7 separate regions of the Mus musculus genome follow, and all the other regions are linked to region 1. Evidence: chromatin contacts called from public promoter capture Hi-C data. All regions are on one chromosome and are shown on one strand. Each heading gives the region's core, a stretch centred on a gene start, on an enhancer-like site or on the middle of the called end of the contact. The rest is flanking DNA. Distances are from core to core; before and after follow the strand shown.

Region 1 (3,138 bases), core at 74-2,573:
AATGGACTCACTGTTATCCTCTGATCTCCACGTGCGCATGTGTGTGGCTCAACACATACCATTCCTATAAAAACAATTTTAAAAATACATTTTAGGCTGGGCAGTGGTGGCACACGCCTTTAACCCCAGCACATGGGAGGCAGAGGCAGATGGATTTGAGTTCTAGGCCACAGGAAAAACCCTGTCTTGAAAAACAAAACAAAAAACCTAGAATCCCAGCACCCAAGAGGTTGTAGGCAGGATGAAGCATTCAAGTGTTCAGGGTAAGTCTTAACTACAGAAGATGTTTGTCTAAACAATACGGCCAAGTTAGCTAGTGAAGGATTCTGTTAGATCACATTTCAATTTATTGGTGATTCCAATTAAAAAATTAGTGGCTAATCAAAGAAAATTCCACAAAAGATCTCAACTATCTAATCTGCCACTTTCATGATAAGCAACTGCTATAAATTCAGCGAGGTGTAAATTAGCTAATAGTTTCACGAAATCCTGCTAATCCAGAAATAAAAAGTTTCTAGTTTAATCTAACTTTTTTTTTTTTTTTTAGTAAGACTAATTAATAACCTTTTCCTCAGGACCACCCCCCCCCCCCAGGTCTAACAAACATAGCCTCTCTGACTTTTAGGGCGAGGGCAGAATACCGCGGTGAGGTGGTTTCGGTGGGAACACGGTGGTGGGGGCTGCGGGAGGCTGGCGGGCGGAGGGCGTGTCCGAGAAGCCCAGGCTGAGAAGCAGCCCCTGCTTAGCTTGGTTTTCGGTGCGCGGCCGAGAGCCAGTTGAAGGGGCGAGAGAGACCGAATAAAGGAGCAAGCGGGCGAGGGCGGCAGCTGCGCTACCTCAGTGCCCGGAGGCCAGGCTCTCCCAGGGCTTCGAAGGATGAAGGCGGGTGTCCTGACGGCCTTGGGCTGTTCCCGGGACGGACGCTGTCCAGGGAGGGGCAGCGGTGGCTCCCCTCCAGCTCCGGGACCCGCCTCCAACACTCGGCCCCGGGACTTATTGTTCCGGGAGGCCGCAGGCTAGGCCTGGCCTGGCCGGCGGGTTGTACCCCGCCCCTGCCAGGGTCGGTGGTGCTGGCGCGCCGACTGGCGGCCGGTGGGCTGCCCTGTGCGTGTCTCTTTAAGGGGCTGGGCCTGCAAGGCTGCAGGGCGGGCGGGGTGCGCGTCGCTTCGGGAGTGAGTGTGTGAGGGTGAGAGCGGCGGGCGGGCGGTTGCTGGAGGGAGGGAGGGAGGGAGGGAGCGAGCGAGAGAGCGAGAGAGCGGGCGGGCGGGCCAGCCAGCCAGCCAGCGACGCCGGCCGCCCCTGCCGCCGCCGCGATCGGACCAGCGGCCGCCTCCCCTCCGGTCCCCTCCCCCGCATCGGCCTGCCGCGGGGAGGGGGCTAGCGTCGCCGCCTCCAGCCGCTCCTCATGAAGCCGCTGCCGTCGCAGCAGCCGCCACCGAAGATGGGGGATTTCTACGATCCCGAGCACCCGACCCCTGAGTAAGTCTCTGCTCCGCGGTCTCCCGCTGTCGTTGGTCGCTCCAGCCCGAGGGCGGCGCGTCCTGACCGGTGGCGGCGCGCGGAGTAACGGGCCCCGGGCGGCTTCTCGCGGTCGTGGTGGAGGGCAGGCCGGGCGGAGCTCCTGGAGGCCGCCTCGCTTGGCCTCGGCTGGCCCGGCGGTTGGGCCTGGCGCGGAGAAGGCTGCTCGCGTCGCCGCGGCGGTTGGGGCGGGCGGCCCGGTGGGGGAGGGGCGGCCACGGCCTCCTCTGCCGTTGCCGCGTCCTCGGTCGGCCTGCTTAGGTTCGGCGTTCCGCGCAGCTCCTCCAGGACACTCGGTGGCGTCCCGGGCTTCTGTTGCAAACCACGGTGCATAGTCCGAGGCGCCGCAAAGGCCGACGCCGGCGTCAGGGCGCCGGCTCGTGTAGGCCGAGAATCCTCGGGCTCGGGTGGAAGCTCGGCCCATCGCCCGGCCTATCGGTGACGGCAACTCGGACCGGAAGGGCCTACCGCGCGTCTCCCCGCTTCGATCCGCGGAGGAGACCCGCGTTGCATTCCCGGTTTTGATATTATTTTTGTTTTTTGTTTTCCCTCCTCCTTGGACACTCAATTCTGGCCCAGTAGAGCGATGAGCTTCATATTCTGCACCTTTGGCGCTTGGGTTTTGTAATGGTGGCAAGGTTTGTCTGGTCCCGTTGTTGAGGTGACAGCAGTTTTGTTTTTTAACCTGAAAGTGAAAACCTGGCAAACATTTCTTGATTATGATGCTTGAACACTTTGGCGTCCTATTTCTTAGGTAATAGAATCTAGAATCTTATCTACAAGGATGGCTTTACTGCGTGTGAAGATTTAGTTAAGAGACCCTTTGTATAGTCTTCTCTAAAGAAGATAGTGTACTTGTAAAGCGAAATACAGTTTTGTCGTATAGTTTCTTTTCAGTACACCTAGGGCATTTTTATATTTCTGTTGGGTGTCAGATGGTGGTGTACACCTGAGATACCAACTGAATTAGGATTGCAGGCAGGCTTCCTCAAAACAACAACATAAGTAAAAAAGCAAGCTTCCACTTCAGAGTCAGGAGTCCGTGCGAAGCTTCCCTAAGCCCTCACAAGATCATTTTGTTGTTTTTAGATAAATGGTTTCACCTTGTTGCCTAGGCTGCTCTTGAATTTACTGTGGCTGGCCTCGAACCTGGGATCCTTCCTCTTCAGCTTCTTCAGTGCTGGGATTGCAGGTGCTGACAACTAAGAAAAACCATTGTTTTACCTCAATTTGCTTGTATTGATGTCTGCACATAGCAACAAAATTCATTCCCAAGTTAAGGTTTGAAGGGATGTCTAGTGAAAAACAAAACTTTTCACTAAATTACCACATTACACATTTTTGGGGGAACCTTTGCCAAAGTTTTTCACCTTGGCTCAGAAACATTTGGATCTTACTTAATAGTTCTTTAGTGTTGTAACACAAAAGTTATTTTGTTGGAGTGTTATCTCCACACACAAAGCAAAATCCTCATGTTGCCTTAAAATAAAATTTCATTGGGAAAATTTTGACAATCCTGTTTTTGACCCAAGAACAGCCTGAGTAGTTTTATACTTGTTTTCTAAGTTTACAGAAGCCCTTTAGTGGCCCATCTTAGTTTGTCTTTACTTGACAGATAAT
Region 2 (2,938 bases), core at 319-2,818, 2.2 Mb before region 1:
GACTCGAACTCAGGTCCTCAAGCTTGCATAGCAAGTGCTCTTACTCACTGGATCATTTCCCAGGAATCCCTCTTCCCACCACACATACACAAAGAGAGGGTGCCTCTGTGTAGTCTTGGCTGTCCTGAAACTTGCTCTGTAGACCAGGCTGACCTCAAAACTCAGAGAGATCTACCTACCTCGGCCTCCTGAGTGCTGGGATTAAAGTGTGTACCACCACTGCTAGGTTTAATTTTAAGCTATGTGTACGCAATGCACAAGGGGCTGTGTAGGGGTATGTACACATAAGTTCAAATTTCCCTAGAGGCCAGAAGAGAGCATTTAAGTTACAGGCATTCATTGGAGCCTGATGGGAGTTTTGGGAACTAAACTTCATTCTCTGGAAAAGTAGCAGGGGCTTTTAACTGCTAAGCCATCTCTCCTGCTGCATGGACTGAAATTCCTGACCATACACCTCAGATTCTTTAATGTTCCCAAATGCCTCAATATAAAATGTAAAAGGAAAACTTGGTAGGTTGGCATGATAACACATACCTTTAATCCCAGAATTATGGAGGCAGATGGATCTCTCTGAATTTGAGGTTTGCTTCATCTACATCTGTAGTGAGATCTTGTCTCAAAAAATAAACAAATCCCAAACCAAGTATTTGCCTCTTCTCCGGTCAATCAATTTATTGACTGTTTTGCTTTTTTTTTTTTTTTTTTTTTTTTTTTTTTTTAGCTAGGGCCTCACATAGCCCAAGCTAACCTGAAACCTACTACATTCATGAGATTAGCCTTGAACCTCTGATCTTACCGATTCTGCTTCTACCTTCCAAGTGCTGGGTTAACTAAAGTGTCACCAATGCCTGGCATTTTATTTCTTAACTAAATTTTACAATTTTGGTGGGATTACAGGAGTGAATCAATACCTTGTGACCCCACTTTGTTTGTTTGTTTGTTTGTTTTTGAGACAGGACTGGCTTGGAACTCTCTTTGTAAATCAGATTGGTTTTAAACTCTCAGTGATTCACCTGCTTCTGACTCTGCCTCCTCAATGTTGGGATTAAAGGCTTGCACCAATATACCTGATCTGGTTTGTAGTTTTAAAAATACCATAGTTCCGAGGTCAGGAAAAGGTGCCATATCCCTTAAGTTGCCATATACCTCGGGTTGTACCCAGATGGATCTTGTGGATGCTATGGAGAAATAATTCCTTTGTGTAACATCCTTGGCTGTCCTGGAACTCTCTGTAGACCAGACTGGCTTCGAACTCGGAGACCTGCCTGCCTTTGCCTCCCAAGTGCCGGGATTGAAAGCGAGTGACACTAAACGCCTGATTGTTTTATACATCTTAACCTAATAAAGTAGCAGAATTTAAGTGAGGGATAAGACAGCCCAAAGCATTCTGGATCCTTTGGATAAAGAACGGCTCGACGGTTGCCCGGAGCAGCCCGGGAGGGACTTACAGACGCGAGGATGATTGGTTGAAGAAGAACTTCCGTTGACATTTCCGACTCTTGACCCGCCCTGATCATCGGTGATTGGCTGAACTGTTACAAACGTTATGTGGCCTGGGAGTTGTAGTTCTTTTGGTTGATAAGGGACGCCAATAAGAGCTAGTGGTTGGATGGAGACTGTGAGCGGTGATTTTGCTTGGTTGTAATCTCCCAAATCATGTCCCGTGTGTTGGTGCCCTGTCATGTGAAAAGCACTGTAGCCCTGCAAGTGGGCGACATGAGGACCTCTCAAGGTCGGCCTGGCGTGCTGGTCGTCGATGTCACTTTTCCCAACATCGCGCCTTTCGAGGTGAGCAACCCCCCATATAAGCGATCAAGGCTTCTGGGCGGGGAATACCTAGTAACTTGGGCGTTTCCTAGGCATTTACACAGCTTCTACAGTGTCTCTTGCTTTTGCGAATTGGGCCTATTCAGAAGCATTTACAGTCTTTATTAATAAGCTTTATTAAATAGACTAGAGTTTCCCGTCCTATCCTCTTCAGCATCTCTTCCCAGTGCCCAGGATATCACTGGAACTACAATTTGAATCTCAGTACAAGTGAGAGGATATTTGATTTCGGCCGTAGCTGCAATCGTCAAACAATGATGCAAACGTACCATTCCAGTGGCCCCTGCCACAGGTCAGGTGCAACCTAGCCTTCATCTAGGTCCTCCTGGTGACTTGTTTCCAATCCCTAGTTGTTCTTCCATTTCAACTGACAGTGACAGGGCGTTGCATGACCTCAACACAGGACAAAGGCTACCTCTAATGGCATAGCATCCTTCCCTTACCCACCCTCTTGGCTCTATGTGCTTTGTATTACAATATGTCATTCTCTCGCAAGATGTTGCTTCCCAACAATCTGGGGAAACCTAGTTAATTGATCCGACCCTGGAAAATCTGAGTCAGTGTGTTTGAGGTGGATCTTTGACATCTATATTTTTATTTACTTATTTAATATTTTTATTTTAAAAAAGCTTTATTTTAAATCTATGAGTGTTGTTTTTGCATGTCTGCATATATACCTTGTGCATGGCTGGTACTAGTAGAGGCCAGAAAAAGGTTCTGAATCCTCTGGAACTGGAGTTATGAACAGCTGTGAGGTGCCGTGTAGGTGCTGGGAACCAAACCTGGTCCTCTGCAAGAGCACCAAGTACTCTTCATTGCTGAGCCATCTCTCTAGTCCTGATATCTGTGCTTTTGTGTGTTTTGTTTTGTTTTGTTTAAGTTCCATAGGTGATGCTGGTGTGCATCGAGATGGAAACTACTGCTATGGCAGTTGGTACTCTAGGCTCCCCAAACCCCTCCAGTGCAGGATCCTACTATTCTTCTTTTTTGCTGTTGCTTTTTGTTTTTCGAGACAGGGTTTCTCTGTGTAGCCCTGGCTGTCCTGGAACTCACTCTGTAGACCAGGCTGGCCTCAAACTCAGAAATCTGCCTGCCTTTGCCTCCCAAGTGC
Region 3 (3,047 bases), core at 240-2,739, 2.1 Mb before region 1:
ATTTGGCCTGCTAGAGCACATCTGGCCTGCTACTATGCCTGGAAGGCACCAAGCTCTGCCTCTTGGCAGAAGTGGCTTCTGTTTGCATAGTTATGGCTCATCCTGGTGTAGGTCCATAAGGCCCTTTTTCTCTACCAAGAGAAATGACTGGAGGTACTGACCCCAGACTGCCCGCAGATTTTGTGGTTCCTCTTGGGTACTTGGCTACCCAGAAACTGTCAGGAGTCTCCTGTCGGTGCCAAAGCTCTGAGAAGTAAACAGGCATCAAGTGAGGCCTTGGGTATTGATGGGTGGTTGATACTTATCTTTAAAGATGACAGATCCCTCTACATAGGCTGGGAAACACAGAACAGCTAAGGATCTTTCAGTCGTACAAAAGAGGAAGAAGGCTAGTATCCAGCTCCCACATGAAGCACTTCAAACACCCTTGTCTACCTACCCCAAACTCTTAGACAGGTCCAGATGCCTTCACTCCCTCATCCATGAAACCAAAGCTTTCCTGATGCCTCCTAAACTGGACTAGGAAGCATCTGACAAGGGGGTCCTTTCCTTAAAGCTGTGAAGCCAGGCATGGCAGCACATGCCACCTTTGATCCCAGGAATCCAGGGCTATGTAGGGATACACTGTCTCCAAAAAGGACAAGGTTTGGAAAATATGCTGACTGTTCATCTGAGGTCTCAGATTCCTAGAGTTAGTTTTAACCTGTGTCCTCAAATACTGCTGAGGAGAGGGCTCTGTAACTAACCATCTTGTGTTGTCTACAGGACATAGGTAGGACTGAGTTTGCAATCTCTTTGCCAACAGAGCCAACGGATTCTGGGCACTGTAACGACTGAAAAGTGTTACTTTGTGCCATTCGAGGTGCTTTGGCTGAGCCAGATCTTGGCACTCCACTGTGTATACATACCTGAGCAAGTATATTCAGGCCCACATTGATGTACTGTGACTTACAGACTGGCCATCTACAGCCCCAGGCTGCTGTGTATTACTTGTGCCTACATGTATATACCAGCTTTTCATGCAGTGTGCCAGGGTTAAGCCCATTCTCAGGAGAGGAGCGCCTGCTACTCTTTCAGGAAGTACTTGTGTGGTGAAACAAGGGGACTTTCCTGAGATAATCCCTGTCAGGCACACTCTCTTCTGATCAGGTGCCAGAGAAAGAGTAAGGTCCTGGGGTGTAGAATAGCATAGAGCTTGCCAGGAGTCACTTTGACTCCTATATTACCAGGACATTTTAGAAAAGTGGTCCTTAGTCCAATCCTGACTGGGATCCTGTGACTTTTGCCTTCTATGTGCACAGGCTCCCATACTGGATCAGATAGGTTTGGACTTGTCACCTCCGAGGCCACCCCCTCCAGGCAGCCCTCCGAAGTACTCAACCTGCTCCGCCCCCAGACTTGGGGGGGGAGGGGAGAGTTCTAGGGGTCAAGGGTCACCAGGCGGGCTAGATCCCGGAAGCGGAAGCACGGTGTACTTCCGGCGCGCAGCAGGCGGCCATGTTGGAGCGGCGGAGGCGGCGCAGAGGTGCGTCCTGGGTCCCCGCGGCGGCGCCGGTAGGTTGGAGCCGCGGGCCTAGCGGTGGTGCGGAGTGGCTGCCCATGAGGCCACAGGGCGGCAGGGCGAAGGGACTGGGTGGCCGGCCCTTCCGGGATCCTCATTTTCCCAGGGCTTGGCCGAGACACCCCACCCCTACCCAGGACCCCACCCTGGGGGTTCTGAGGATCCTGTCGGGCGACCACTGCCCACCTTACACATTTCGCCGCCGCCGTAACCCCGACTCCCCGTCGCCGTTCAGGCCCCGGGGCCTCGGTCTCCCCGCCTGAGGGCCCCGATCTGCCCCTGATCCCAGTCCGCCCGATTAGTATGCCCGCCCCCAGTCTTCTGTCAACTTCCTGTGCTGGCCCCAAAGGAATGTGTGAAGGCAAAAGTCAGCCTGGCTGCAGCCTCTGTTTACAAAGCTTCTTGAGAGCCAAGAAGCACCCTCCCTCCCATGGGCTCAGAATGACCTAGGCAAAGAGCCCCTTGGTCCCCGCCCCGTAATATGAGCGCCGGAGGTTTGGGGTGGGAGGTAGGTCGTCCCCCTCTGTCCTACAGTTCATAGCCCACCCATTCAAAACATAAATAAATAAATAAATAAATAAATGAAAGCATTAACTTGGATTGTACTTGAAGAGCATCCTCTGGGGAGGGGAAGTGCCTCAGACACCTGAGGATCCAAGAATGTTTCCAAACAAAGAGCCCCAGGGCACTTTCTCCGGGGAGTCTGAGGACTGTGTGTCTGCTTCATTAGAGCTGTGCAGAGCGGCGGCACAGACGGGCTCCTAGACTCCAGGGACCTGTCTCATCCCAGCTGATCTTTTAACGCTCCGGTGCAGCTGGGGAATTTACCTTTTGACTCGGGAAGCCCTCAGATGCTGCGTTGGAGTGCTGGGTGTAACTTCTGAGTGACAGCCATGGCTTCCTTAAGGAAGCATAGGACGATTTGAGTGGTCCCAGACAGCTGCATCTGTTGGGACCACTAACATCTAAGGTCTGTTGCCTTTTAAGCGCTACGGCTTGGCCTACCTTCCTAGTTGGAATCTTTCCCTGTCCTTTGTCGTCAAACCTTGAACTCCTTGGTCTCGTTGCCTGGTCTCTTGCTTGCCTTAGAGATGTTTGCAACTGTCTTTTTTTTTTGGGCGGGTCTGTGTCTTATATTGGGTTTGAACTCCAAGACTAGAGCTAGGAATCAGGTCACTGAGTATCCTGTCTATAGACTCTGGTAAGGAGATGAGCCACCCCCTGCACTGGAACGTTGGCAGTTGGATGAACAGTGGTGGGGTGGACATCAGGTGGTGTAAGTCTGGGTCTTTGGGCCTATGTTCAAAGGCCTTAGTCTGTCTTCCTCAGCTACAGCCTGGCCTTCATCCATATGGTCCGTACTCTTCTTTACTTGATAGCCTCTGCAGGAGTTGCTACCCTTTTTGCTCCATTTGTACCTGCTCCTTTTTTGGTTGGCACGCAGACAGATAGGTAGATGTTACTGCTTCCAGGAGTCCTTCCCTAA
Region 4 (3,154 bases), core at 404-2,903, 2.9 Mb before region 1:
AGGCCATTCTGGTCTACAGAGCAAGTTCCAGGACAGCCAGGGCTACTCAGAGAAACCCTGTCTTGAAAGTCAAAACAACAAAAAGACCCTGTCCTGGACTAGGGAGGTATGGTGATGTACTGGGAGATATCAGTGGTCCCTGGTCTAAGGACTGTTATTCTCTGAATGGAAGTTCTAAGAAATTACTTAGAGGCTCTGTTAAAAGCGCTCTACTCTAGAGGCAGAATCATAGCAGTAAACCAAATGGTGTCGTGGTAAAGTTGGGCCCTGATGGATCTGGCCAGTCAAGCTTGGGCTTAACAGTTCTCTGCCTGCAGGACGACCTGATGCAGACTATTGGAGTGAGTGCCGCACTGGGAACAGCTGGAGTGGTACTCTGGGGGGACCTGAGCTTCTCTAGCTCTGAGGTGAGCGTTGCCCCTCATCGTGCACATGCTGGAGCCCCAAGATAGGGGAGAAGCCATGCCAAGTCATAGAAAAGGAGCTTTGACCTATCTTTTCTCTGTGTAGGAAAAGTGCTGGCGTCTCCATGACTACTTAGTGGGCACTTTAGGCCCCTATGTGATCAATGTGACCAAGGCTGCCATGGCTTGCAGTCACCAGCGATGTCATGGCCATGGTCGATGTGCCCGGAAAGACCCAGGACAAATGGAAGCCTTTCTACATCTGCAGCCAGATGACAGTCTTGGAGCTTGGAATTCCTTCAGATGCCATTGTTATTCGGGTTGGGCTGGCCCTACCTGCCTGGAGCCTAAACCCTGAGCCCAACATAGAGTCAGGAGTCCCTGCCTTTGCTACTTGACCCTGCTGTCATTTTCCCAGTCCTAGAGGAATTCCCCTTTATGCTTTGTTTAGCTTATGGGACTTTCCCAAGTACATATCCCACTTCCACCAATACAACTTCCATAGAAATTCCTGAGGAGCCGGGCATGGTGGCGCACGCCTTTAATCCCAGCACTCGGGAGGCAGAGGCAGGCCGATTTCTGAGTTCGAGGCCAGCCTGATCTACAAAGTGAGTTCCAGGACAGCCAGGGCTATACAGAGAAACCCTGTCTCAGAAAAAAAAAAAAAAAAAAAAAAGAAGCTTCCGGGTCAGTTCCAGGCATTTAAGGTGACTAGCCTAGGACTTTGTTCCTATACCCCAGCGTATCTATAGAGAAGTAAAATCTAGGTTCAGACAACCCCTACATGCCTCCCAACACACATCCCCCCCAAAAAAAATTAAGCTAAGGTCTGTTAAACGCTAAGCTATTATCTGTATTTTTATCCATAAAGTCACTCTTTCATTACTTGAAGTTTGTCCTCACCATTCTATCTAGGGCCAAACCTGGCGCCTCCAAGCAGGTGCTTCGTTATCAGGCCCTGCAGACGCTTCTAGTGAGAAAGGAAACTACTGAGTTAACTATGAACCGCGCGGGCGGGGGTAGGGGAAGGAGGGGCGAAGTGGGTACGCAGGGCATTGTGGGTACATAGTTTAGCTAGAGCGGCGTCGGCTTATGTGTCTCCGGAATGGACTACTACTCCCGTCGTGCACTGCGCACAACTTGGGCGGTGCTAATCTGTGTACGCTGATGCCTGGGGATAGTAGTTTCGGCCGCGTGTATGTGGATCTGAACTTGGTGGCCGGGAACTCACCTTCCCAGCGACCCATTTGACAGGGCGGGGCGCCTCACGAAGATGGTGGCGCGCGCGGCGTGTGGCTCCTGTCGTCCTCGCCAGTCTCAGCTCAGCACACGGGCCAGCGTTTCGCTGGTTTGGAGTCCCCGCCCTCCGGGTCCCTGACCCCGCGCCCCATTCCCGTGTTCCCAATTCTCGGTTCCAGGAATGCCTCGTGCTCGGAAGGGCAATGCGCTCCGCAAGGGCGGTCAGCGCCGTGGAGGAGGTGAGTCCGGGGGCTCCAGTAGACTTGTTCAGTAGTGAGCGGGGGTGTTCCGTGATTCCCCTTCGATGTCATTGAGGGACCTGAGTTGATGAATCTTCCCAGATCAGCCCAGCGTGACCTCCCAGAACTCTGCTAAGGCTCGCACGTGCCCCAGCTGGCATTGGCCACGTGTGCGCCTCACTTGAGCACATTGCCAGCTGTTTTTCGAAATCCCGCGCCGCAACGATGACTTGACCAGCATTAAGGACCTAGGTTTTCCCATCGCTACTGGGGTAGAAAACCACACCAGAAAGAGCGTGAAGCCAACCCTTTTGCCAAATACTAGTAGTGCATTTGGTAGGCTGCACAAGGAAATTAGCAGAGAGACCTTGTCTGTTCTGTAAAACGGGGAAGTGTGATTGGAAAGGTAGAGAATTGGGGCCCTGTCAATTGGACTAGAGACCGGGAGGACATCCAGAGAGACCGAAGCAGCCTGGAGACTTCTTATCAGACTCAACCAGAAGCATGACCTGTTGCATTAAACAAACAACTGCTGAAAAAGAGTGCCTGCCCAGCATATTTTTGACCTGACAGCCACTTTAATGTGGCTTGGGTCTCGGGGCATTTAATAGGGTGGTGACAGTTCCACAAGAACTAGTACTGAAAGCATATACTTACCGAGAGTGGTCTTAGAATTATGGCAGGCCCTGTGAGGGGAGCTTCTGAGACGGTAAAGAATCTGGCGCAAGGGCCCAGCAGCCAAAGGGACCACAATACAGTGCGGCAGATGAGACCGTCCGGGCAGTTTTGACAAGTAGGATAGTAAGAGAAGAGGTGAACAGAAATCAACGTGTGGGCTGAACGTTTTTTTACAAGCAAGTAATGTTAGTGGTCCCTAAGGTGTAAGGACTCCTACTGGGTCAGAACCTGTCCAGGGTGCCTACCATAGTAGCTGCCCTATTTAAGGCCAGTCTTCAGCCCTGGAGAGAGCTCACAGGCCGTCTCTCTGTTCCTGCCCTACTGACACTTTGAGAGTCCCTATGTTTACTTTTTCAGACACCCGGTCAAGAGCTTCTTCTGGTCTTCCAAGGCTCAGAGGCACCATCGTGTCTATACCTAAAGTTGGTGGCCCTGAGTGGACCAAAGGAAGCTCAGAAAACAATATATTTGAAACACAGAGTGCCCAGCACACCCACAGGGACCTGGGCCTCTGCTGCTCCCAGAGTTGGTAGCCTAGTGAGTGCCGTGGCCTGGAGCAGAGCTATTGCCAGTTACATGTCTTTACCTGCTAGA
Region 5 (3,227 bases), core at 119-2,618, 2.7 Mb before region 1:
ATCCTATAGATTTTATAAGCAGATAAGCATTTATATAAGTGTACTACTAGTTAAGGAGCTAAATAAAATTCAGACTCAAAGTTTTTAGGGTCTCAATGCAGCTTAGGGCGCTTCAAACCTGACATCCTCCTGCCTCATCCTCCTAAACTTCAGGATTAAACTCCACTAAGCCTGGCAGTAGATTCAACCACTATGTTTCCTCAAGTTAGTATTTTAGTGCTAAGTTACTTTCCACATTGTCATTAGCTGTTGACACTTTCCCCTTTGATTCTCACAAGCTTAGTAATGTTAACTGTGACATATTTAGTCAACAGGAAGTTGAAAACTAACAATCCTAAGGCACAATCCAGAGTTCAGAAAATGACCTGGGTGATCAAGCGGATAAAAAAGAAAAAAAAAAAAACCTACTCCTTAACTTATATCCAATTAGTCTGAAATTAATAAGAATGCCTAGGGTGGGGGTGAGGGGGAGGAGAAAATATACAAACTACCTCAAGTATATGTGCTCTACAAATAAGGCCTTTTGTTTTTAATTAAGAAACGCAACCCCACACTTGAATTCATTAGCTCAACGTCAATTATAAAGTTAAAAGAAAAGCACATTATTAACAACGCCAAAAGGAATCTAAAGCACGAATATGTGGGAACATCACTCTCCTCCTACATTCGCCCAACCGGTACAGAACCCACCAGTCACCCTCGCCCACCTCCCGGTTCTACGGGCCCGTGGGCCAGGTTCTGAACTCTCGCACCTTCCTGGTTGGGTGTCTGGGTGGGCGGCCAAGGTTACTTGCAGGGCACAAGAGTTCCGTATCTAGTGATGTCTCTCAGGACAAGATCACAAACACAAGGGGAAAGAGAAAGAAATCTCTCCTGCAGCACCACAGAGCTGAGCGCCAGAACCGCTGCCACGCGCGGGTCCCTCGCCCCACAGCTGGCCGCTCCGCGCTGGGACCGGTAATTCTACAGCCGCCTCGGGCCCCGCCCCGGGCCCGCGACCGTTCCGGGGCGTTCCTGCCGCGAGCGGCGCCTCCCGCGACACACGACTGTTTTCGCAAGCGAGCGAGGCCGCGGCCGCCCCGTGTCTTCGAAGCCACGGCTGCTAGGCCGCGCGGGCCCGCGATTTCCAGAGCCGCCAGGCCCGCTGACCCCGTCCCAGAAGCTCGGGCACGCCCTCTCTCCTAGCCTGGGCCCTTACCAAAGCAGCGTAGCCGCCGCGGCCCGCTTCTCCTCCTCCTCAGAGGCCGCCACGGACCCAGCGTCCCGGAGACCGGAACTTCCTCCCGGTGGGCTCCGGCTTCCACAAAGGCGTCGCGCCACCGCCTTCAGCGCTGGGCCCGCCGGGAGATGAAGTACGGCCGCAAATCCCGCGGCCTCCTCTCCCGCCGTGCCCTGCGCGCAGCGGCTTTGACGGCTGGTGGAGCTGCTGCCCAATGGAAAGGCACGCTGTTAGCCACTGCCCAATTAGAAGGCACGCTTCTCCGCAGGGCCTGCCGGGAGTTATGGTTTGGCTTCAGTGCTGTCACTGCTTCTCTGGTGTTTTCCTCGCAAGTGTGCAAGGGGTCCGGGTGGCTTAGACAGCCTAGTGACACACCCTGCCAGGTGCTGGGGGACGGTCCTGCCTTGCCCCTTGGGAAAGAGAGAGATTGTCAGTTCGGGTGCAGAAAATGGGAGGAGATCTTTCCGGTCTTATTCCGTTACGGCAAAGGGCTGCTGGCTTTTCGGCTACATAAATAAGACCCCTTCTACCTAAGTCCAGAGAATAAATGCAAAAGTACTGCTTGAGTTGAAGTATTAGGACCCAAAGACTCGTCCTTTTTTACCTTCCGACAGACTTCTGGTCAAACACTCCAGGCGGAAATCATCCGTGTAAAAAGGTTCAGTAGCTCAACCCATTAAAAAAAAATAATAAAACTTGTTTCTACAGGTCCCGCTAGCTCTAGGCAATAAATGTAGACACGCGTGACTCGCCACAAAAACTGCACATCGTAATTCTAACGGAAAGAAAGCAAAGTAACTGTTGATACGCAACCTCTTCCAGAATCTTCCAGCTAATGATCTACCTGACTCCCAAGTTCTCAGGTAGATTGTCTATATTGTGAGGGGTTTGCTTATCCCAGCCACCTGGTGCCTTGTGTGTATGCCCTGGCGATATATGATATTGTAGCCTAATTCGATTCTTCAAGGTCAAAGAAAGACACTTGGAGAAACAGTTCATCAGTTAAAAACACTGGTTGCTCTCCAGAGGTTCAATTCCCAAAAACTACGTGGCGGTTCACAATCCTCTGTTCCTTCAGTTCAAAGAGATCCAATGCTCTTTTCTAGCCTCTGAGGGGACTGTACATATGTGACAAATAAAATATCAATAAATGCTGCTGCCATAAATGCCCACTGGAAAAAGCTGGGCATGGAGACAGGAAGTGATGGTGCAATACTTTAATCCCTCCACTCCAGAGGCAGAAACAGATGTACCTTTGAGTTCAAGGCAAGCCTGTTCTACAGAGTGAGTTCTAGTACAGTCTGGGCTACAAAAAGGAACCCCTGTGTGATGGTTTGCATATGCTCAGCTCAGGGAGTGGCACTATTAGAAGTTGTGACCCTGTTGGAGTAGGTGTGTCACTGTGGGTGTAGGCAATAAGATTCTTATCCTAGCTGCCTGGAAGTCAGTATTCTGCTAGCAGCTTTCAGGTAAAGATGTAGAACTCTCAGCTCCTCCTAAGTCATGTCTTCCTGGATGCCATGTTCCTGCCTTGAGGATAATGAACTGAACCTCTAAACCTGTAAACCAGCCCCAATTAAATGTTGTAATTTCTAAGACTTGCTTTGGTCATGGTGTCTGTTCACAACAGTAAAAACCTAAGACAGAAGTTGGTACCAGAGACTGGGGTATTGCAGTGACAGACCTGACCATGATTTTGTTTGGAAGAATGTGGGTTTGGGGACTTTAGATTTGGAAAGCAGTGGAATGCTTTAAATGGGGCTTAATGGGCTATCCAGTAGGAATATGGAAGACTTTGTTACTGAGAGTGATTTGAATGATGCAGACCTGGCCCAAGAAGTTTCAGTGGAGAATTTCAGTATGTGGCCTAGAGACTGTTTTTGTGGTATCTTTGTGAAGAATGTGACTACATCTTGCCCTTGTCTGAAGAGTCTGTCTGAGGCTAAGGTGAAGAGACTCAACTTAATTACATTGACAAAGGAAGTCTCAGAATTGCCCATCATGGACT
Region 6 (3,141 bases), core at 513-3,012, 2.1 Mb before region 1:
GTGGGTGGTCTTGATGCTATTGAGGCGTACTCACAGGGCTGAACAGACTTTCCAGGGGAACGCTAGTAAGCTGGCGAGTGTTTCACAGTTGCCTGGGCACGCAGCTCAAGTGCTACAGTGTGCCTGGCATCCATGAATCCCAAGCCTTCATCCCCTGAATATCATGCACATGTCGGGGCACACACATCTCTTACTAAAGAAGAACCAGGAGGGGTGAGTTCAAGGTTAGCCCTAGAAACAGGAGATTCTGTCTCAGAAATAAAAAACAAAACGGACAGCTGGGCATGGTGGCGCACGCCTTTAATCCCAACACTGGGGAGGCAGAGGCAGGCAGATTTCTGAGTTCAAGGCCAGCCTGGTCTACAAAGTGAGTTCCAGGACAGCCAGGGCTATACAAAGAAACCCTGTCTCGAAATAAATAAATAAATAAATAAATAAATAACCCTGTCTCTAAATAAATAAATAAATAAATATGACTCTATGATGTCCCTCATTGGCCGTCTAACCTTGAGACTAGAACTATCATGTAACTCCCTCTAATGCCCTTAGCCCCATCCTGCCCCTTTATCGAGTGATCTAAAATTCTGACCTATCACCTCTAGCATACCAGAGCTTCCCTAGATTGCTCACAGGACTCCTCTAGGTGACAGGAGAGTCTACTCTAGTGACAGGGAAAATCAGCGGATTGACTGCCCCGCCCCCATCCTCCTTTGTGAGGCGGAAAGTTTCCTCTGAACTTTCAGCTTTCCCACAGGCGCCTGCAGCTTCCAGTAATCTTTGCTTGATCTCCAGCAGTCTGTTCATAGCGGTGGCACTCAAAGCAAGCCGTACGGACCTGAACCCACCCTCTTCCCGCCTGAAGTCCCAGGGGTCTGGGTGGGGCGCGCGCCTAGTGGGTGCGCGCATTCCAACCCTCCGCTCCCGGGCTGCCAGGCGACTGGAAAGTCCGGCGTGGATAAATAGTCACAAGATTCGGATTCACTTGTTGCTGGTGGTCCAGAGTCTGTCACCCAGAACCCATCCTCTGGGTAACTGAGTAGCCACAGCCCATTTTAATCAGGAAACAGGCAACCTTTCTCGCAACCCATTTGCTGGAGTGCTTATGGACGGTCGAGTTCCTCGGAGTTCTGTTTCAGGCAGTAGTGCGTGGCCTTTCCAGTATCTCCGAGAGCTCAGTCCTAGTCTATCCTTTGGGGCGTCCTAAACCTTTCCACAGGTACAATAGAATTCTAGCTTGCACCTTTCCCATCCATCTCCCGACTGATGCTGTAACCCTGGGAGCCCCGCGGCTGATTTGTGGTTTCCATAGTGACACCAGGACAAAGGCCATAAGCTCCTTCCATCTGCCTTCCTGATACACAAAGATCACAAACCTCTCGATTTACCTCTGCCACCCGCCAACTCCACGAGCCCTCTTCCTGTCCCCTGAATGCCATGCTTGCCAGCAACCCCTGGTTCACATCGGGACTTAAGGGATCCGATGAAGATATGTGGACCAGGATGCTCTGTCTTTGAGCAGCCTACTCTAATTTCTTTTTGGATGCTCCCTTTTAGTTCCTCGAACTAAGCTGCTTCTTTGCTAAGTACACATCTGCTAAATAAACTTCAGCTTAAAAAGAAAGTGGATGAAGTAACCAAAGTCTGGTTCTTAGGATGAGGGTTGTCTGCAGCGGGCAGGGGTATGGTAGGGGGTGGGGTGCTATCCTCAGTTATAATCCTATTTTAGATCCACTCCGTGTTTTACTTCCTTCCCTTGCTTTCCAACTTTACTCAAAGTCGTCAGAGTCTCTCAGATTGTGGAGGAGTGACTGCTAGGTCCGACCCTGGACAGATTGAGGGCCTGGAGGGACACCAGCCCAGTACCCACACGGTCGGGTCAGCATCAGCCCCAAGGGAGGTGGTGGGCTTTCGTCTGTGGACTCTTTATCTCTCTTTATCTCTATTTTACTTTTCTTCAGGATGGAGTGGGCCTCAGGAGAACCAGGGAGGGGCAGGCAGGGACAGCCTTTGCCATGGGAACTTCGCTTGGGCCTACTTCTAAGTGGTGAGGGGGCCTGGTGAGGCCTAAGGTTGTGGGATGTGATGGTAGGTCCAGGGGTGGCAGGCTGTTCCCAGGGGCCCAAGGGATGGGGCTAGTCACCAGGAGTCCTGCTGAGCTGATTGACCCACTGTCCTCAGTGCTGGCTGCCACATTGGCCCAGGCCCCGTCCTTGGATGTACCTGGCTGTTCTCGAGGAAGCTGCTATCCAGCCACCGGTGACCTGTTGGTGGGCCGTGCGGACAGACTGACGGCCTCATCCACGTGTGGCTTGCATAGCCCTCAACCCTACTGTATTGTCAGTCACCTGCAGGTGCTTCTGGGGCCCCAGAGGAGAGGGCTGGGTCAGGGTGGGGTCGGCCCCAGCTAAGGTACCTATCCTACACTCCACCCAATCCAGGACGAAAAGAAGTGTTTCCTGTGTGACTCCCGACGTCCCTTCTCTGCTCGAGACAACCCAAATAGTCATCGGATCCAGAATGTAGTCACCAGCTTTGCGCCACAACGCCGGACAGCCTGGTGGCAATCGGAGAACGGTGAGCCCCTGAGTAGGTCATCAGGATGACTAGGGCTTGTAACCAGTAACCGCAGAACCTTGACCCCCTATTCCTGCTGCAGGGGTTCCAATGGTCACCATCCAACTGGACCTGGAAGCTGAGTTTCATTTCACCCACCTCATTATGACGTTCAAGGTGCCTGCGCGTCAGCGAACCCGCCTGATTTTGCTTTGCTTCTCAGTACCCCCTAACAGAGTCCTAGCTCTACAACGAAGCTTCCCTGAGCTCCTGTGTTGTGCTCTATGTGTGAAGCATGGTCACGTCCTGCATGGCTTCCATAGTTGAACACCTCTGCACATGCTCTCTTGTGCCCCATTCCTAGGCTAAGTCAGATACAGTCTCTCTGGGTCTCGTGGTATTTTAACCTGCCTGTCAGAGGTGGCTGTCCTCCCTGGTCTGATCATGGTCTGGCTTTCCTAGTCTTTCCCATGTGTCTGAGATGCTCAGCAGTGATCATGACTAAGCAGAGCTCTCCGTAACCTAGGCTGGACTGAAGTCCTGGTTCCTGCTAGTCAGACATGTCCTCCTTCCCCATCCAGACGTTCC
Region 7 (3,234 bases), core at 411-2,910, 2.0 Mb before region 1:
GGTTGTTTGCCTGTGTGTGTGATATTTGGCAGCTCTGAAATGGCTAAGAGTGGCACTAGACTTTACAGTTCTTATTAGGGGGAGCAGGCTGCCCATGAACTCACAGAGGTTGACTACCTTAGCCTGAGCACAGGGATTAAAGGCCTATGCCAACACGCATGCCATATTATCTTATTGTATGGGTATTTGTATTTATATGAGTATCAATCACATGTATGGTGCCACAGGGGGCCAAAAGAGGGCATTAGATCTCCTGGAACTGGAGTTAGAGTTTGTTGAGAGCCATCATGTGGATGCTGGGAACTAAACCCTGATGTTTTCCAAGACCACAAAGTGCTATTAATTCAATTTAGAAATATAAAACTGTGTGTGTGTGCAATATTCTGAGTCAGTTCTCTCCTGCCACTATGTGTGATCTAAGGACCTAGAACCCTGTTTGTGGAGACCTGAGGAGGGCACTGGATCCCCTGCAACAGACAATACATATATTTTAACCACTTTGTGGGTGCTAGGAATTGAACCCAGGTTCTCTGGAAGAATAGGCAGTGCTCTTCTTCTTCTTTATTTATTTATTTTGGTTGTTACAAGACAGGGTTTCTCTGTGTAGTCCTGGCTGTCCTGGAACTCACTCTGTAGACCAGGCTGACCTGAAACTCAGAGATCCGCCTACGAGTGCTCTTCTTTGTTTTTTTGAGACACGGTTTCTCTGTATAGCCCTGGCTGTCCTGGAACTCACTTTTTAGTCCAGGCTGGCCTCGAACTCAGGCCTCTGCCTCCTGAGTGCTGGGATTAAAGGAGTGAGCCATCACCGCCCTGCCGGAGTGCTCTTCTTAAATGCTGAGCCATCTCTCCAAGCTCCCAGGATATTTTTTATCTACTCCTTGACAATTTCATATATGTGAACAATGCATCTTTTTGTTTTCTTATTTTTCGAGACATAGTCTCACTATGTGACCCAGATGGCCTTGAACTTGCAGAGAATTCCCCTGTTTCTGTCTCTGGAATTAAAGGAGTATACCAAGTCTCTCCCACTCCAGAACACCTGCCTCTTACTCGCCCAAGAAACCTCAACAGGTTTGTCTTGGGTACCCAGTTGGTCCAATCAGTGCTTCCTGTGGCATGTTGATGCACCTTGTTTGCATAAGATTTTAAAGAAATCATAGACCTTCCTATGAAGTCCCTTCTGGCCTTTCTTTCGCTTCTCCTTGCTGTGTCCCAGTACGCACTTAAAAAGTACCAGGTTTATGTGGTCCCTAGGTAGGTCATTCTATATATTTTCTGCAGTGATGTGGACCAGGAAATTCAGGGAATTCATTTATGTTGCCATGACAACCCCAAAGCTGTGACGTTGAAAAACGCGGCCGGAACTTTTGCTCTCCGACAAGAGGATAGTGTCGGGTTCCTTGGGCTGAGGGGGGAGAGGCCACGCCTGAGTCTACCTGCAGCTTTGTTGCTAAACACTTTCCCTTTCCACGCCCATGGCAATTTTTTTAAAGTCGCACGGACCCAACCCTGTCAACTGCCTAGAACCGGGAAGGCGGAAGCTAACTGCCTGGAAAAGCCAGTCCGCTCGCTCTCTGACTCATAAATGGCGTTGACTACCTGGCTGGCCCCGCCCCTTTCACCGAGGAAGGCCACCATTGGTTCTCTTCAAGGCTTCGTACTCCTATTGGTCAATGAGCAAAGGTCGCTGTTCAGATGAGGCCCAAAGTTTCTTTTGGTTTCCGGTGTGCCTGCTATGGCTACTCCAGATTCGCTAGCGCTGTTCACCGGCCTTGGCCTTAGCGAGAACAAGGCCCGCGAGACGCTCAAGAACGAGGCTCTGAGCACTCAGCTGCGCGAGGCGGCGACCCAGGTGCGAGCCCTGTTCCCTGGCCTTAGCTGCTTGCTGTGCTCCAGAGCAACGTGGGACTGGGTCCAGATCTTGATTTGCTCCGGGTGTCCTGCTCTTGCCTTGTGGGAAGAGGAAGACACTTTAAAGTGATTCATCCTAACTCACTGGGAATGGATCTTTTTTCCCCCGGCCCCCTGACTCCAGGCACACCAGATTCTGGGTTCTACCATCGACAAGGCTACTGGGGTCCTCCTATATGACTTGGTCTCCCGACTCAGGGATACTCGGCGTCGTTCTTTCCTTGTGAGCTATATAGCCAATAAGAAGATTCACACGGGACTCCAGCTGAGCGGTGAGTCCCGTCTGTTTTACTAGTCCACCTTCAATCTCTTCTTTAGCAAAGACTCGAGTTTGCTTTTTCTGTCAAGTGTTGCTTTTTGGACAGCAGGTTCTGGACAGGCACTGAGGCATGGAGGTAGAGACCTCTGGTGTGGATTGCAGAGTTACCACAATGAGAAGCCTGCTTCAGAACACATGGCTTCTCTTTTCTCTGGTCTCAGTGCTTCTCTTCAGTGGTGCCAGGGCCTAACCTCTTAGGCATCTAAGTAACCGAAATAGTTACCTCTTCACTGTACTAAGGCCCTATCTACCCACTTCTTGGAGCTGACTTGTCTAGTTAATTGCCCCTCCGTTTTCAGCTGCTCTTGAATATGTTCGGAGTCATCCCCAGGATCCCATTGATACCAAGGACTTCGAGCAGGAGTGTGGCGTCGGTGTGGTGGTGACACCGGAGCAGATTGAGGAAGCTGTAAGTCCTCTCCTCCAGGCATCAGATATCTCCTCCTAGTTCTTCTGCCCCTGCAAAGGAGTGGTGTAGCTTTTCTCCACAGACCCACAGTGAGAGTGGCTGTTGGTCTCCTGACTGCTTCTGAAGAGGTGTTCATGAACCATATGGCTTGGCTTTCTGCAGGTGGAGTCCACCATAAATAAGCATCAGTTGCAGCTCCTAGCGGAACGGTACCGTTTCAACATGGGGCTGCTAATGGGTGAGTTGGATCTGGGGCAGGGAGTTACTTGGAAGTGCATCATTCTGATTGTTCCTTTCATTTTGGGCATTCATGGGAAGGGCGATGGGAGTGTGAGCAGGGACAGGGTGCTAGTGTTCTGACAGGGTCCTGGTCCTGAGTCAGCTGGGCCTTCTTTGAGGAGGGGAAGAAATCCTCCCTTTTCCTCCTTGCAGCTTCTTATGTTTATCCTCTTAGGAGAGGCTCGGGCTGCGCTCAGATGGGCAGACGGCAAAATGATCAAGAACGAGGTGGATATGCAGGTGGGCACCTCCCTAAGAAGATGCTCCGGAGATAAAGGGAACGAGACCCTGTCCTTCTTCTGACAGGGAAAGT

What was found. Promoter capture Hi-C pulls out the DNA fragments that hold promoters and counts their contacts.
Region 2: a contact with region 1 is called in a promoter capture Hi-C map of liver, with 2.2 times the contacts expected there. The contact joins the promoter of Nicn1 here to the promoter of Setd2 in region 1. A contact is called at or near these places in 5 of 39 promoter capture datasets (the C10 cell line, liver, neutrophils and 1 more).
Region 3: a promoter capture Hi-C map of pre-B cells shows a contact between it and region 1, with 3 times the contacts expected there. The contact joins the promoter of Ccdc71 here to the promoter of Setd2 in region 1. A contact is called at or near these places in 3 of 39 promoter capture datasets (liver and pre-B cells) and 1 of 115 datasets of contacts at active chromatin or transcription factors (astrocytes).
Region 4: a promoter capture Hi-C map of pre-B cells shows a contact between it and region 1, with 4 times the contacts expected there. The contact joins the promoter of Ifrd2 here to the promoter of Setd2 in region 1. A contact is called at or near these places in 3 of 39 promoter capture datasets (cranial neural crest, liver and pre-B cells).
Region 5: a promoter capture Hi-C map of pre-B cells shows a contact between it and region 1, with 8 times the contacts expected there. The contact joins the promoter of Rbm6 here to the promoter of Setd2 in region 1. A contact is called at or near these places in 2 of 39 promoter capture datasets (liver and pre-B cells).
Region 6: a promoter capture Hi-C map of cranial neural crest shows a contact between it and region 1. The contact joins the promoter of Lamb2 here to the promoter of Setd2 in region 1. A contact is called at or near these places in 2 of 39 promoter capture datasets (cranial neural crest and pre-B cells).
Region 7: a promoter capture Hi-C map of neutrophils shows a contact between it and region 1, with 3 times the contacts expected there. The contact joins the promoter of Qars here to the promoter of Setd2 in region 1. A contact is called at or near these places in 3 of 39 promoter capture datasets (liver, neutrophils and pre-B cells), 1 of 115 datasets of contacts at active chromatin or transcription factors (large pre-B cells) and 1 of 9 other capture datasets (liver).

What each region holds. Positions count from the first base shown.
Region 1 is chr9:110,531,274-110,534,411 of GRCm38.p6, forward strand. It overlaps Setd2 (SET domain containing 2), which reads left to right and starts at 1,324. Exons shown (of 21, transcript NM_001081340.2): 1 at 1,324-1,479. The coding sequence starts at 1,406.
Region 2 is chr9:108,288,875-108,291,812 of GRCm38.p6, forward strand. It overlaps Nicn1 (nicolin 1), which reads left to right and starts at 1,569. Exons shown (of 6, transcript NM_025449.4): 1 at 1,569-1,788. The coding sequence starts at 1,657.
Region 3 is chr9:108,459,064-108,462,110 of GRCm38.p6, forward strand. Ccdc71 (coiled-coil domain containing 71) reads left to right here and starts at 1,490. Exons shown (of 2, transcript NM_133744.5): 1 at 1,490-1,554. Gm51295 (predicted gene, 51295) reads left to right here and starts at 31; the gene lies at 31-97. It also overlaps a transcript of Klhdc8b not described here.
Region 4 is chr9:107,586,065-107,589,218 of GRCm38.p6, forward strand. Ifrd2 (interferon-related developmental regulator 2) reads left to right here and starts at 1,654. Exons shown (of 12, transcript NM_025903.2): 1 at 1,654-1,882. The coding sequence starts at 1,825. Hyal3 (hyaluronoglucosaminidase 3) reads left to right here. Exons shown (of 4, transcript NM_178020.3): 3 at 318-407; 4 at 511-1,295. The coding sequence ends at 762.
Region 5 is chr9:107,871,451-107,874,677 of GRCm38.p6, forward strand. Rbm6 (RNA binding motif protein 6) reads right to left here and starts at 1,369. Exons shown (of 21, transcript NM_011251.3): 1 at 1,199-1,369.
Region 6 is chr9:108,478,100-108,481,240 of GRCm38.p6, forward strand. It overlaps Lamb2 (laminin, beta 2), which reads left to right and starts at 1,763. Exons shown (of 33, transcript NM_008483.3): 1 at 1,763-1,875; 2 at 1,959-2,044; 3 at 2,179-2,351; 4 at 2,439-2,574; 5 at 2,657-2,730; 6 at 3,135-3,141. The coding sequence starts at 1,960.
Region 7 is chr9:108,506,345-108,509,578 of GRCm38.p6, forward strand. It overlaps Qars (glutaminyl-tRNA synthetase), which reads left to right and starts at 1,661. Exons shown (of 24, transcript NM_133794.2): 1 at 1,661-1,855; 2 at 2,039-2,186; 3 at 2,533-2,642; 4 at 2,805-2,880; 5 at 3,097-3,161. The coding sequence starts at 1,739.